3 separate regions of the Mus musculus genome follow, and all the other regions are linked to region 1. The links are chromatin contacts, called in public HiChIP or PLAC-seq and promoter capture Hi-C maps. All regions are on one chromosome and are shown on one strand. Each heading gives the region's core, a stretch centred on a gene start, on an enhancer-like site or on the middle of the called end of the contact. The rest is flanking DNA. Distances are from core to core; before and after follow the strand shown.

The links. HiChIP or PLAC-seq counts read pairs in DNA pulled down with a chosen protein or histone mark. Capture Hi-C pulls out chosen DNA fragments and counts their contacts.
Region 2: a contact with region 1 is called in an H3K27ac HiChIP or PLAC-seq map of extraembryonic endoderm stem cells. The contact joins the enhancer-like site here to the promoter of Arf6 in region 1. A contact is called at or near these places in 2 of 39 promoter capture datasets (hippocampal neurons and pre-B cells), 1 of 484 Hi-C or Micro-C datasets (bone marrow-derived macrophages), 18 of 115 datasets of contacts at active chromatin or transcription factors (the HPC-7 cell line, the SCID.adh cell line, bone marrow-derived macrophages and 12 more) and 3 of 9 other capture datasets (adipose tissue, liver and pancreatic islet).
Region 3: a promoter capture Hi-C map of adipose tissue shows a contact between it and region 1. The contact joins the promoter of Klhdc1 here to the promoter of Arf6 in region 1. A contact is called at or near these places in 3 of 39 promoter capture datasets (embryonic stem cells, maxillary cranial neural crest and stem cell-derived epiblast-like cells), 5 of 115 datasets of contacts at active chromatin or transcription factors (effector CD8 T cells, embryonic stem cells, memory CD8 T cells and 1 more) and 3 of 9 other capture datasets (adipose tissue, liver and pancreatic islet).

Annotation. Positions count from the first base shown.
Region 1 is chr12:69,370,358-69,374,264 of GRCm38.p6, forward strand. It overlaps Arf6 (ADP-ribosylation factor 6), which reads left to right and starts at 1,793. Exons shown (of 2, transcript NM_007481.3): 1 at 1,793-1,866; 2 at 1,967-3,907. The coding sequence starts at 2,437. The coding sequence ends at 2,964.
Region 2 is chr12:69,616,971-69,620,877 of GRCm38.p6, forward strand. It overlaps Sos2 (SOS Ras/Rho guanine nucleotide exchange factor 2), which reads right to left. Exons shown (of 23, transcript NM_001135559.1): 9 at 1,086-1,210; 10 at 1-539. Among named protein-coding and RNA genes, the nearest start is that of Gm31679, 6.4 kb to the right of the region's middle. Within about 2 kb of position 1,806, at least 11 of the 459 cell types and tissues checked have an H3K27ac peak or open chromatin away from gene starts, as enhancers often do. A contact at or near this core is called in extraembryonic endoderm stem cells, where this site is marked.
Region 3 is chr12:69,239,686-69,243,592 of GRCm38.p6, forward strand. It overlaps Klhdc1 (kelch domain containing 1), which reads left to right and starts at 2,147. Exons shown (of 13, transcript NM_178253.5): 1 at 2,147-2,328. The coding sequence starts at 2,233.

The DNA.
Region 1 (3,907 bases), core at 543-3,042:
AAAATTATTCTCTAGAAGGGGTCAAGAAAATAAGATGTTTCATCTGTGGTATGGTTTAATAGTTGCCTAAATTATTACTATTTGGAAGTGTTTGGAATATTTTAAAATTTACCTTTTTTTTTTTTTGAGCTAGGACCTCACTTTGTAACCTTGACTTGGCCTGGAGCTCAATATGTACACCAGGTTGGCCTCAATCTCAGAGATATTCATCAATCTCTGTCTCTCCAGTGCGGGGGTTAAAGGCATACACCACCTTGAATGTCTTTAAATTACATTTTGCTTGGTGTCCTCCAAGTCAGGGTGGGTGACAAGTGCTTTAATCACTGAGCAGTATCAACCAGCCCCAAACTGACCTATTTTTTTTAAAGCATGGCATAGAGAGTTTAATTCTTACTATTGGCGACTAGTTTCTGACTATTGCTATTTGTTTTGTACTATAATTATTCTTTAATCATTTATTATTGGGGCTGGGAAGATGGCTTGGTGCATTAAAAAGCACTTGCTTTGTAAGCAGTAAGTTCCAGAGTTCGAATCTTCAGTCAAGTAAAAAGCCTGCTGTGGTTTCAAATACCTGTTGCTCCATTGGGTCACCCCTGTCCTGGGAGGTGGAGGCTGGAGAATAATTTCAGATAACCCTGAGCGACTGTGAGGCCAGTACTTGTTAAATAGAGTGGCACACTCTCTAGCCTAGACTGACCTAGAATTACAGCGACCCTCTCTGCCTCAGTCTCATCACTTCTGGTACAGGTGTGAGCTGTACCAGATGACTTCCTTTTTTTTTTTTTTTAATTATAAAATAAAAACAGTATATTATCATATGCTGTTGTAGCAACTTCCTTGAACTTAAGTTTTCTCCCCGTGTTTATTTTTATTAAAAATTTCACCTTACTTTAACCTTAACACTATCCGTTTAATACAAAAAGGTTTCCTGGTCCAGCAAGATGGCTTAGTAGGTAAAAGCGTCGGGCGCCAAGCTTGACTTGATACCTGGGACCCACATGAAGAAAGGGGAGAACTGACTTTGGTTGTCCTCTGACCTCTCTCCGTGCGTACGCACACTAAATGAAAAAAAGTATTTGAAAATAAGAACAAAACCCAAAGAGTTTCCTTATAGTACGTGGAGAGCAGAAGTCAATTCAAGGGAGTTGGTTCTCTCCTTCCTGGGGAACGAAGGCGGGTCCGCCCTCTCGGTGGCAGGCTTTACCCACAGTCATCTCGTCGGCCCTGATAGTCTGTTTCTTAAGAAATGCGGGCGGTTCAGACCAGACTTATAAAGAACGAGTTTAAACTTTCAAAGGCAGGGCTTAGGGGCAGACCCAACTCGAGTACAAAAAGTGCGGGCTACTTTGGCGGATTCTATGGAACACTGGCCTCCCACGTGTCTTCCAGGAAACTGAAGGAAGGCTGGGGAGAGCGGGAGGGGCTTCGCGCAGGGGGTCCGGGAGCGAGCCTGGGAAGCGTGGCTGGGGCGCCGGTCCTAAGGGCCGACGAAGCCCGCCCTCGGTGGATCCGTGCCCCGCCTTCGAGTGGCGGAGAAGGAGACCCGCGGAGACCCCGGGTAGAGCGACAGGTGGGCACACGGCCAGCCCCACGCCAGCAGGTTCCGCGAGGCGCCGGCGTTGAGCCCCGGGAGCCGCCGTAGCCCCGCCCCCCGGCGCGTGGCGCTCGTGACGTCGAGAGCGCGGGCCACTCTCCTTTCAGAGGTCGCGCTCTTCCGAACGGTCGGGCCGAGGCGCGCGTGCGCAGTTGGGAGGGGAAGTGAGGCGGTTTCCTCGGCGCCTTTTCCGGCAGCGGCGGCGGCGGCAGCAGAGCTAGGAGGAGGAGGTGGAGGCCGGAGGGAACCCGCGCTCGGGGCGGCGGCTGGAGGTAACCTCAAGGGCCGAGCCCGAAAGGCGGGCCGCGTCGGTCTGGGCGCCCCCTCGGAGGCCCGGCGGTAACTCCCTTCTCCCTCTCTGTGTCCCTGCAGGCGAGCACCCGCGAGTTCCCGCGAGGATCCATGACCTGACCGGGCGCCGAGCCGCGCTCGTCGTCGGGGTGGTGACCGGGGTCGGTGCCGAGTCCGGTGCTCGCAGGCCGGCAGGCCGGCCGCAGTTGGAGCCGGCGCGTGCCGAGGCGGCGGAGGAGCTGTCGGCGGCGCTTGCTCGCTCGCTCGTTCGCGCGGCGCCTGCGGGGGGGAAGGGCAGTTCCGGGCCGGCCGCGCCTCGCCTCGCCTCGCTTGAGCAGGGCGGCGGCTCTCCCGGCGCAGACGCAGGGCCCCGGCGGCGGGCGATGCCCGAGTGAGCGCAGGCCGGGCCCCTGCTCCCCTAGCCGGCAGCTTCGCGCAGGCCGCAGGGCGTCCTCGCAGCGGGGCGGCGACGTTTCGGGCTCGCGGCGGCGTTGTAGGCTTGAGGGGACCCGGGACACCTGAATGCCCCCGGCCCCGGCTCTTCCGACGCGATGGGGAAGGTGCTATCCAAGATCTTCGGGAACAAGGAAATGCGGATCCTCATGCTGGGCCTGGACGCAGCCGGCAAGACAACGATCCTGTACAAGTTGAAGCTGGGCCAATCGGTGACCACCATCCCCACGGTGGGCTTCAACGTGGAGACGGTGACTTACAAAAACGTCAAGTTCAACGTGTGGGATGTGGGCGGCCAGGACAAGATCCGGCCGCTCTGGCGGCATTACTACACCGGGACCCAGGGTCTGATCTTCGTGGTAGACTGCGCCGACCGCGACCGCATCGACGAGGCCCGCCAGGAGCTGCACCGCATTATCAATGACCGGGAGATGAGGGACGCCATCATCCTCATCTTCGCCAACAAGCAGGACCTGCCCGATGCCATGAAACCCCATGAGATCCAGGAGAAACTGGGCCTGACCCGGATTCGGGACAGGAACTGGTATGTGCAGCCCTCCTGTGCCACCTCCGGGGACGGACTCTATGAGGGGCTCACATGGTTAACCTCTAACTACAAATCCTAATGAGCGTCCTCCACCCAGCCCCCGGAAGGAGAGAAATCCAAAACCCATTCCTAGGATTATCGCCACCTCCATCACCTCTTTGAATTGCCACTCTCTTTTTGAATCTGAACTCTGGAGTTACTGTTCTACAGTTTAGTGGGGTTGGGGGTTTTCTTTGTTTCCTTTTTTTTTTTTTTTTCCCTCTTGGCTTTGCGTTAGGATGCTCTGATCTGACATTTGACACGAATACAGTGCTAGATGCCTTGTGACTTCCAGCAAACGGGGTGGGGTAATAGCAACTCTTGGTAAAGTCCTTTATAATAATGGTTTGATTTTTTTATTTCGAGAGAATCTTCCCCCCCATGTATGCTTTTTTTCCTTTTTGCCCAGGTTCTTATCACTTGCTGTAGATGGCTTATTTTGCATTCATGCAGACTATGTTCCAAGTCTGTTTCATCTAGTAAACTGAAAATTATTGCTTAATCAAACTGCCGTTTGTCTTTTATATTTAAGGCCTCCCCCCCCTTCCTCCTTAGCGCTAACTTTAGCAGTTTCAAATGTGACCTTTTATAGCCAAGACCAGTATGGTGAACTAAGCCCACAGTGGCAAGATAATGAGTAATAGCAGTGTAATGTTCCAGTTGCACATGAGTGTGTCAGACAGGTAATGTCAGGAGCCCCTGGCAGTGTCAGCCATTAACGTGCATGAGGAGGAGTACAGCTCGAGCTCCCTTCACCCTAGCTAACTGCCGCCTAGAACAAGCAGCGCAGCCTGTAAAGCCTACAGGTCTCTTCCACTGCAAAGTTAGCAACTTCGCTGTTTCCCTCTTCTTACCTTTAAAAATACTCTTTCCAGAAAATGGAGCAATAATGGTGTATGCCTCACACAGATGAAATATTTGTAGATATTTTAAAGTGACTTTTGGACAAAACTGGAATGTTACCTTGTTTCAAATGTCTTAAG
Region 2 (3,907 bases), core at 556-3,055, 250 kb after region 1:
CTGTTACCACAAAGCGATACATATCTGGACTGGGTAGCCTCAGGGGCTGCTCATTCTCTTCTTTCAGCAGCACAGAGTCCAGCATTCTGTCTAGAGTGCTGCGATAGTGCAGGGAAATGAGGGCTGCCATCCAGTTGTTTTTCTCTTCAGCTGATTTGGCAGCAAATATTACACTGTTTTCATCTTTGGACACTAATTCAAAAGCATGTCTGTACTCACAGGCGTCTTCCTTATCACAGATTTGAATTTTCCTCATGACAAACTTCTCCTTTAATCTGTATTCTGCACTGCTATATCCTGGAAGCCGGGTCTGGCCATGATTGGGTTTACAGCTGATCATTAAGCCATCAAAGAGAAAGATATGCCTTTCGTGTTTAGCACCAATTCTGGTCAGTGGCCCCTCCATTATGAACTCATTACAACACTGTCCGATATCTTTGCCTTCCCACCCATCTATGTTTTTCTGAATTTCATTCATTTTTTTGATAGCCAGGTGTTTGCTTCTTAATTGACGATTGTAAAAAAGGCAAACTGGATCCCTAAAAGAAAAAGAAAATGTTAAAAAGCAAGGTAACTTTTGGCTTATTCAGTGATAATGATTATGTAATCCCAAATCAAATAACCAAAGTATTAAGCTGAGTTGAGGGGTATACTTCAATGACTGAGTCCATACTTAGCATGTAAAAAGCCCTGGGTTTGAATACTCAGCATTCAAAAGCTTAAATAATGAAATATTAAACTATATTTCTAACAATTATTTTCTTCTAGCCCTGCCCCTCAATAGCAGCTAACTCGATTTTACTACTACCAAAGTAAATATTACAGCTGAATATTTTATTCCTTGAGCCATAAGAACTAAAATTATTAAAAAATTCCACACTGCAGAAAATTACATAAAATTTCAGTAAATATATATTTAAATTTGTAAGCTATATCCTATCAATGTAACAATGGTAGTTTGGTGATTTCCTGACTAACACAGGTCACAAAAGCATAAGCATAATTTTCAAGACCGTGGTGTCATTGTAAATCCCACCTGGAACAGAGGCTATCACACACGGTGAAGAAGCACGGTCCAGACTTACCCAGGCCGGCGTCTGGGGGAGTGCTGCTTGTAAATGCGGTCCATGCTGCCTTGGAGGTTCATGAGGGCAGTTATAGCCTGATTCAAGCACTCTTTGTCCTCCTGCTCTTCACTGCATGCCTTCAACTGCTAAGGGGGGGAGGGGAGAAAAAAAATTACATTCTTTGGTTCTACTCTCAACTTCTTTGTAGTTAAAGTGGAAACAGATATTTAAAACCTCAATGTATTTAATGCTGCAGTTGATGGTGCAATGTCTCCCATAGGCTTATGTGTCTGCACACTTTGTTCCCGCTGGTAGCACTGTGTGATGAAGGCTGTGGAACCATTAGGAGGTGGGCTTCCCTCCCACTGGGGCATCTGAAGGTTTTGTAGTGTAAGACCCCCTTTCAGGGACCCCCACTCTAATCTCGGGAGAGAGCACCCAAAGAAACATGAGAATCTATCTTGCTGTAATCACATGAGGCAGTTTAATGACGGAGCTCCGGACCGACATGTATCCCACACAGGAGATAACGGATGTTGGCCACGAGGCTCGAAAACTAGGGGTTTTTATGAAAGAATAAGGGTTAGGGGTGCGAGGAATTTCAACAAAGGTATGGGATTCGCTCATTCAAACAACAGAAAGATTACACGTCAGAGAAAGGGCATCAGGACTTTGTTCCTGTGGGCTGGGTGCTTATCTTTGTTCACATAGCAACCAGTTGATGTATGACTTTACCCTGTGTCAAGGGGCCAAAGACAGAGGGGAGGTTCCAGCCAGATGGGATTGACTCAGACAAGATAGCCCTGCTTGTGTCCTTGCATTTTTCTTTATCTTATGGTCAAGATGTTCCCAGGAATGTTTTAACTACGGGGCATACCCGGGTTTGTTTTTCTTTATTCTCAGCCCCAGGCAGCCTCTAGCTCACAAACAACCAGCAATTTCTGAGTAGTTGATATGACTTACAGGTCTTGAAATTTCATCTTTCTTTCAGTAGCCTGGCCTTCCTTGCAGTCCTTCGCTTCCTGACTGAGGATGCTGCCATGCTTCCCCCAGTGATGGACTACATCCCTTCTTCAACCATACTCCTTCCTCACTAACTTTGTTTCTTGTCAGATATTTGGACACAGCAAAAAGACTAATATAGTTAATAAAGACAACTGTAACTTTGTATAATTACATATACCATCTGACTTCTTAAAACCAACCCTCTGTTAACAAACCCAATGAAGATATAAAGTACTGTCAGCATAAAAGTCAATGAAAAAGATAACTGTGAAATGATTTAGGAACTTTTTATTATACAAAATAATTTAAAGTATTTAAAGCATGACTTTTAAGAGTTACTTTAGGGCCAGCGGGATGGCTAATTGGCTAACTCGCTTGCTAGGCAAACCTAATGACTTGAGTTCCGTGTGCAGAACCCACAGAAAGGCAGAAGGAGTACCAACTCCACAGCCTGTCCTCTGCCCTCCACCTGTGTCCCCAGCGCCCACCCACACCCACCTCAATACTACACACACAATTACAAAGCAACACTTTTCTCGTGGTTGTTCAAGATGGGGTTTCTCTGTGTAACAGAGCCCTGGCTGTCCTAGACTAGCTTTGTAGACCAGGCTGGCCTCAAACTCACAGAGAACTGTTTGTGCCTCCCGAGTGCTGGGATCGAAGGTATGTACACCAGGTCTGGCTTTCAAAGTTTGTTGGTTTTTTTTTTTTTTAAAGTTACTTTTATTCACTAATATGAAGACATACAATAAGATAAACTCCTAAAATTACTACATACTCTCTGTTAAATACTTAAGTTCTGGCAATTTAAAAAGTTGACATATATTTGTTTTACAACAGAATAAAATAAGCAAATTTAACATTTCAATGTGTCAAAAGCTGTGTGTAACCAAACACTATAAAGGGTTTTATTGGTATACTTTTAATTTTTACATTATTATATGTTTATGGGTGCTTAGTCTACATACATATCTACATGCCAATTTGTACCTGGTGCCCACAGAGGCAAGAAGGGGGCATTCTTTCCCCTGGAGCTGAAGTCCCAGATGGTTGTAGGTACTGTAGGTACTGGCAATCGAACCAGACCCTCTGCAGGAGGACATTGTTATAACATTAAATTCAACCCCTGCAGTATCCAGAAGCCATGAAGGTTAATCTTAAAAATTTTGTAATAATCCTTATAATCCTTAGAAATAAGCATTTTTATCTAATTTTGTTTGTTTGGTTGGTTGGTTTTTCGAAACAGGGTTTCTCTGTGTAGCCCTGGCTGTCCTGGAAGTCACTCTGTAGACCAGGCTGGCCTCGAACTCAGAAATCCGCCTGCCTCTGCCTCCCGAGTGCGCCACCACGACCGGCTCTTATCTAATTTTTTAATCTCTCAAAATTTGGCTTTATTTCACTTGCTGAAACTTTTCTTTAATATTTCTCTCAGAAGAAAACACTTTCTCTTGAAAGGAAAAAATGTTTACCTTTTAATAATTTATGTTAGATTATATGCCAATATTTTAATCTTTTTGATAGAGAACAAAGTATTACATAGGTATTATAAAGAAATTGTGTAAGTGCATATTTATATAACTATATGAAAATTATCACTTCAGGAAAATTTAAACATCCAATTTATTTCACAATCTGAATTTACATTTTCCTCATATTTCAAGGGGTTCAGAAGTAACCATCTGGATGCTGCTTACAGACCTGGCCCCGCACCTCTCATCTGTGTCCTATAAACTGCTCCCTACTTGGAACACACGAGATTCCGGATTTTCCAAAGGTATCTAAAAACATTTTGCTACCAAAAGATTAACAATGAAAATAATTTAAATGACTATATT
Region 3 (3,907 bases), core at 897-3,396, 130 kb before region 1:
GCCAGGGCAAGACCTGATGGCAAGTAACAGGGCATGTGGCTGGGTAGTAGCAGCCTAGTCAGGTTTGAATAGCTCAGAACCTGGCCAGCTTAGGCTTGTTAATAAAAATACTAGGTCTCTGTGTTATTTATTTGGGAGCTAAAATGGGCTAGAGCACCCATAGAAATGCCCTTCAGTTATTAGCAGGCAAAGGGGATGTAAGAAGAAAAAAAAAAACCTCAATAATTGCTTTTACAGAAGGTTTTGGGTTTTGCCTGCTTGCCCTCTCCTTGCTAGCAAGTCCATTCCTTCACTGGCGTCAGAGCCTACTACTTCAGGATCCAGCACAGAATAAAGTCCAGCTGAGACATCCAGCCTTGTGGACCAAGCAACTACTGGATTCTTGGACTTCTGGTTGGACTTCCGGTTCACAGCCAGCCATTTTTGGATTAACTGCGCTGCAGGCTGTAAGTCCTTTTAATAAATCCCCTTTCAATATATAGAGATGCATTCTATAAATTCTGTTATGCTAGAGACCAGATTAATACAGACGGCAAGTCTCTACTGCCAAAGACACTACATACTACATGTCTTTGCGGAAGAACATGGAAAATCAGAAGGATTGATCTGGTCCTTACTCCTGGCCAGCTTTCACCGTGCTGGGAAGGACTATGCTGGGGAAGAGCTGTAACCAACGCCCCCACCTTGCTGGGGATCCTGAAGTCTACAGTATCAACACATCAGGCCTGATGTTCCCACTGGGGAAGAAACTATTATGGGTACAGCCAATTATTTTCTGACTGGATTTGTGGATCGTTCCACAAGAGGGGAATTGGTGCCGTGTTCTGTAAACCCGGTCAAAAGCCCATGGCTGGGGGAAGACCATAGATTTTTGAAAGCTGCTGCTCTTTTGCTAAGTTCTATGTGTCTGTCAAATTGCCTTCTAAATAGTTGTCTTTATACCCGTCCACTAGTGTAGTTGTCATCTTTGGTCAATGAGGTTTCTGTTTTTAAATGGGCAGTCGTTACTGTAGAGACAACTGGTTAAAAGTGCTATTGAATGTCCAGCCCTAGAGGGGCATCCTACCCAAGCCTCAGGGACCATCGTGGAAGGTGGAGGGGCAGATGGCAAGAGGTGGTGGGTTGTAGAATTATCACCGCGATTTAGGGTTGGGGGAGGGGCTCCCTGCCCTCCGTGGTTTTAAAGGCAGTTAACAGTTGCAAGGAAGGGGGGGGGGTGTTTCAAGCTCCCACCCCCAGCTTTTGTAGGCAGTTAACAGTTGCTAGGCAGAGACATTTTATTCAGTGGAATAGCTATGCTCATGTAACTGTAATTAAAATCATTGGTTCTTCAAGGAAGACTTGAGGTTCGCTCCTCTCCCCAGAGAAAATGTATACAAGTGGGAAATGAAAGATGCAAGACAATAATGTTTCCTTTCGTGTTTAGAAAAGGGGAATTGTGCCTGTGTTCCCACATAATATCACCACGAAGAAATAATAGAACACTCAGTGCCTCAGGTACCAACACCTTCTACAGCGATTAGCACGGAAGTACACGTGAAGAAAACCAGGGACACCCAGGCCCTACAAAAGCAAAAAAACCTCATATGCGTCTTGAAACCATGTATTACCGAGGCTGAAGCAGAACTGGCATTGGAGCACTGCTCGTGTTAAAAAATGATCTCTCTCACACACACACAGCCAGGAGGATGCTCAGGTCAATAAGCTGGCCCAGTTGGGGTTCATAAACCCAATACTTTGTACAGTTGTGAGAAGAAGAAGAAAAAGAAAGCTCACTTTCCAAATGAACACCATGGAGCTGGAGAGATGGCTCAGAGGTTAAGAGCATTTGTTCTTGCAGTGGACCCAGGTTTGATTCCCAGCAGCCACATTTCACAATTGCCCATAATTCCAGGTCCAGGATGTACACCATACATACATACATACATACATACATACATACATACATACATACAAGCAGAACACTCACATACATAAAGTAAGTTCATGAGAAACCATTCTTGATTAATAGAGCCCTAAGAAGCCCAGACAGTGGCTGCAGAGAGGCTTCAGGGAGAGGTTTGCAGTGTCTTCGCAGCGCCCGGTGCTCCCGGGAGCGGCCAGGCCCCGGTCCGGGGCGGTGGCCGCGCAGACGCGCAGGTTCCTCGGTTCCGCCTCCGCCAATCTGGACCCTCCTCGCGTTCCGTTCGCGCGTGCGAGCGGGCGCCGAGCTGGCTGGGCCCCGGAGGGCGGATGGCGGACCCGCAGGCGTTCTGCGTGGCCGAGGAGCGCAGCGGCCACTGCGCAGTGGTGGACGGACACTTCCTCTACGTGTGGGGGGGCTACGTGGTAAGGGGAAGGGGCGGGCGCTGGGGCGGCGCGGGAGCGGAGGCAGGGGGATGACGGCCGGCGACGCAGCACTCCCACAGGCTCCCAGGCGAGCCGCCTGCCGTGCTGCCCACATCGCTCCCGCTCCCAAAGCCACAAAACGGGGTTTCGGGGTGCGTGACCCCTCCAGCCTCCGTGGCTCAGGACTGGAGAGGACCCCAGAACGTCGTGCCGCGTTGTTTGGTATCATTGCCACCGTGCTACTCAAAATACGGAAGTCACCAAGCAGTTAAATTTATCAGCTATTTTTAGTGGCATTTCTTTGCTAATTAAGTACCTCTGGAGTCTCAAAATAGATTCGTATTCGCAACACTCCACCACAGAGTTTTGTGGCTGAAAATTCGTATTGCCATGGCGGTTGGAATGTGTGTTTGTTTTGTTTCTATGATCGTAGGATGATAACAAGGATTATCGAGTTGGAAAAATAATTCAGGTGTACCTGCCCACCCCGTTTGTTTACAGATTAGAAAATAAGCCCTACGGAATCTCTTCTGCAAATAGAAGATAACATCTTCTGACCTCCTCAGTGCCCTTAAATGACAGACCTGTAACACAACGAAATAAAGTGCATACTGTGTGTGTTAAGAATTATCAGGTCCGAGTGGGTTTTGTTGTTTTGTGTGCTTATTCCTAATTTAGTGCAGTATAAGTAAAAAAGAAAAAAAGAAAAATTGGTTTTTTGTGTGCCAACTATATCTGGTATGTCCTAATCATATGGGATTATCGACTAGGGTCTAATCTGTAATGTTAATTTTTAAAATTTATTTTATGTACATGAATGTTTTGCATATATACATGTGTGTGTATGTATATATGTATGTGTGTGTATATATATATGCATCCTGTATCCATGGAGGTCAGAAGAGGGTGTTAGGAGCTGGCATTACAGATTGTGCTGGGAATCTAACCCAGGTCCTCTGCAAGAGCAACCAGTGCTTTTAACTACAGAGCCATCTCTCGTGCCCCACATCTTCATTTTATAAAGAAAGGCATTGACCCTTCAGTGGTCATGTGACACTGGGGGCTGCATTCTGGAGCTTTATTTTGCTTTGTTAATTATTTGAGACAGGATCTCAGACTGCAGCTCACACTGCCTGGCCTGGAATTTCATGTGTAGCCCAGGTCAGGCTCGGATTCAGGATAAGCATCCTGTTTGTGCCTCTCAGGTGTTGAAACAAACAGGAGCATGAGCTACAGCTAGCTCTCCCATCCAGAAACAAAACCCAACCAACCAACCAGACAAACCCACAGATCTCAAGTACCATAGGCTGGCCCTGAGCGTCTCATCCTCTGGTTTCCAGTTACTCGTGGTTATCTCCTGGCCTGGCTTTGAATTCGTTTTTGTTTTTTTTGTTTTTGTTTTGTTTATGAAACACTAGTATTAGTTTTTGAAGCACGTACAGTTTTTTAGTGTTTTTAAGTTCTGCCACTTGAAGACACCGACTTACCAAACTTGATCTGCTGTGTTTCTATTGGATTGTGTTGACACTGGTGTAAATTAAATGGAAAAGATTAAAATAATAACTTTGCAAGGCAGGTT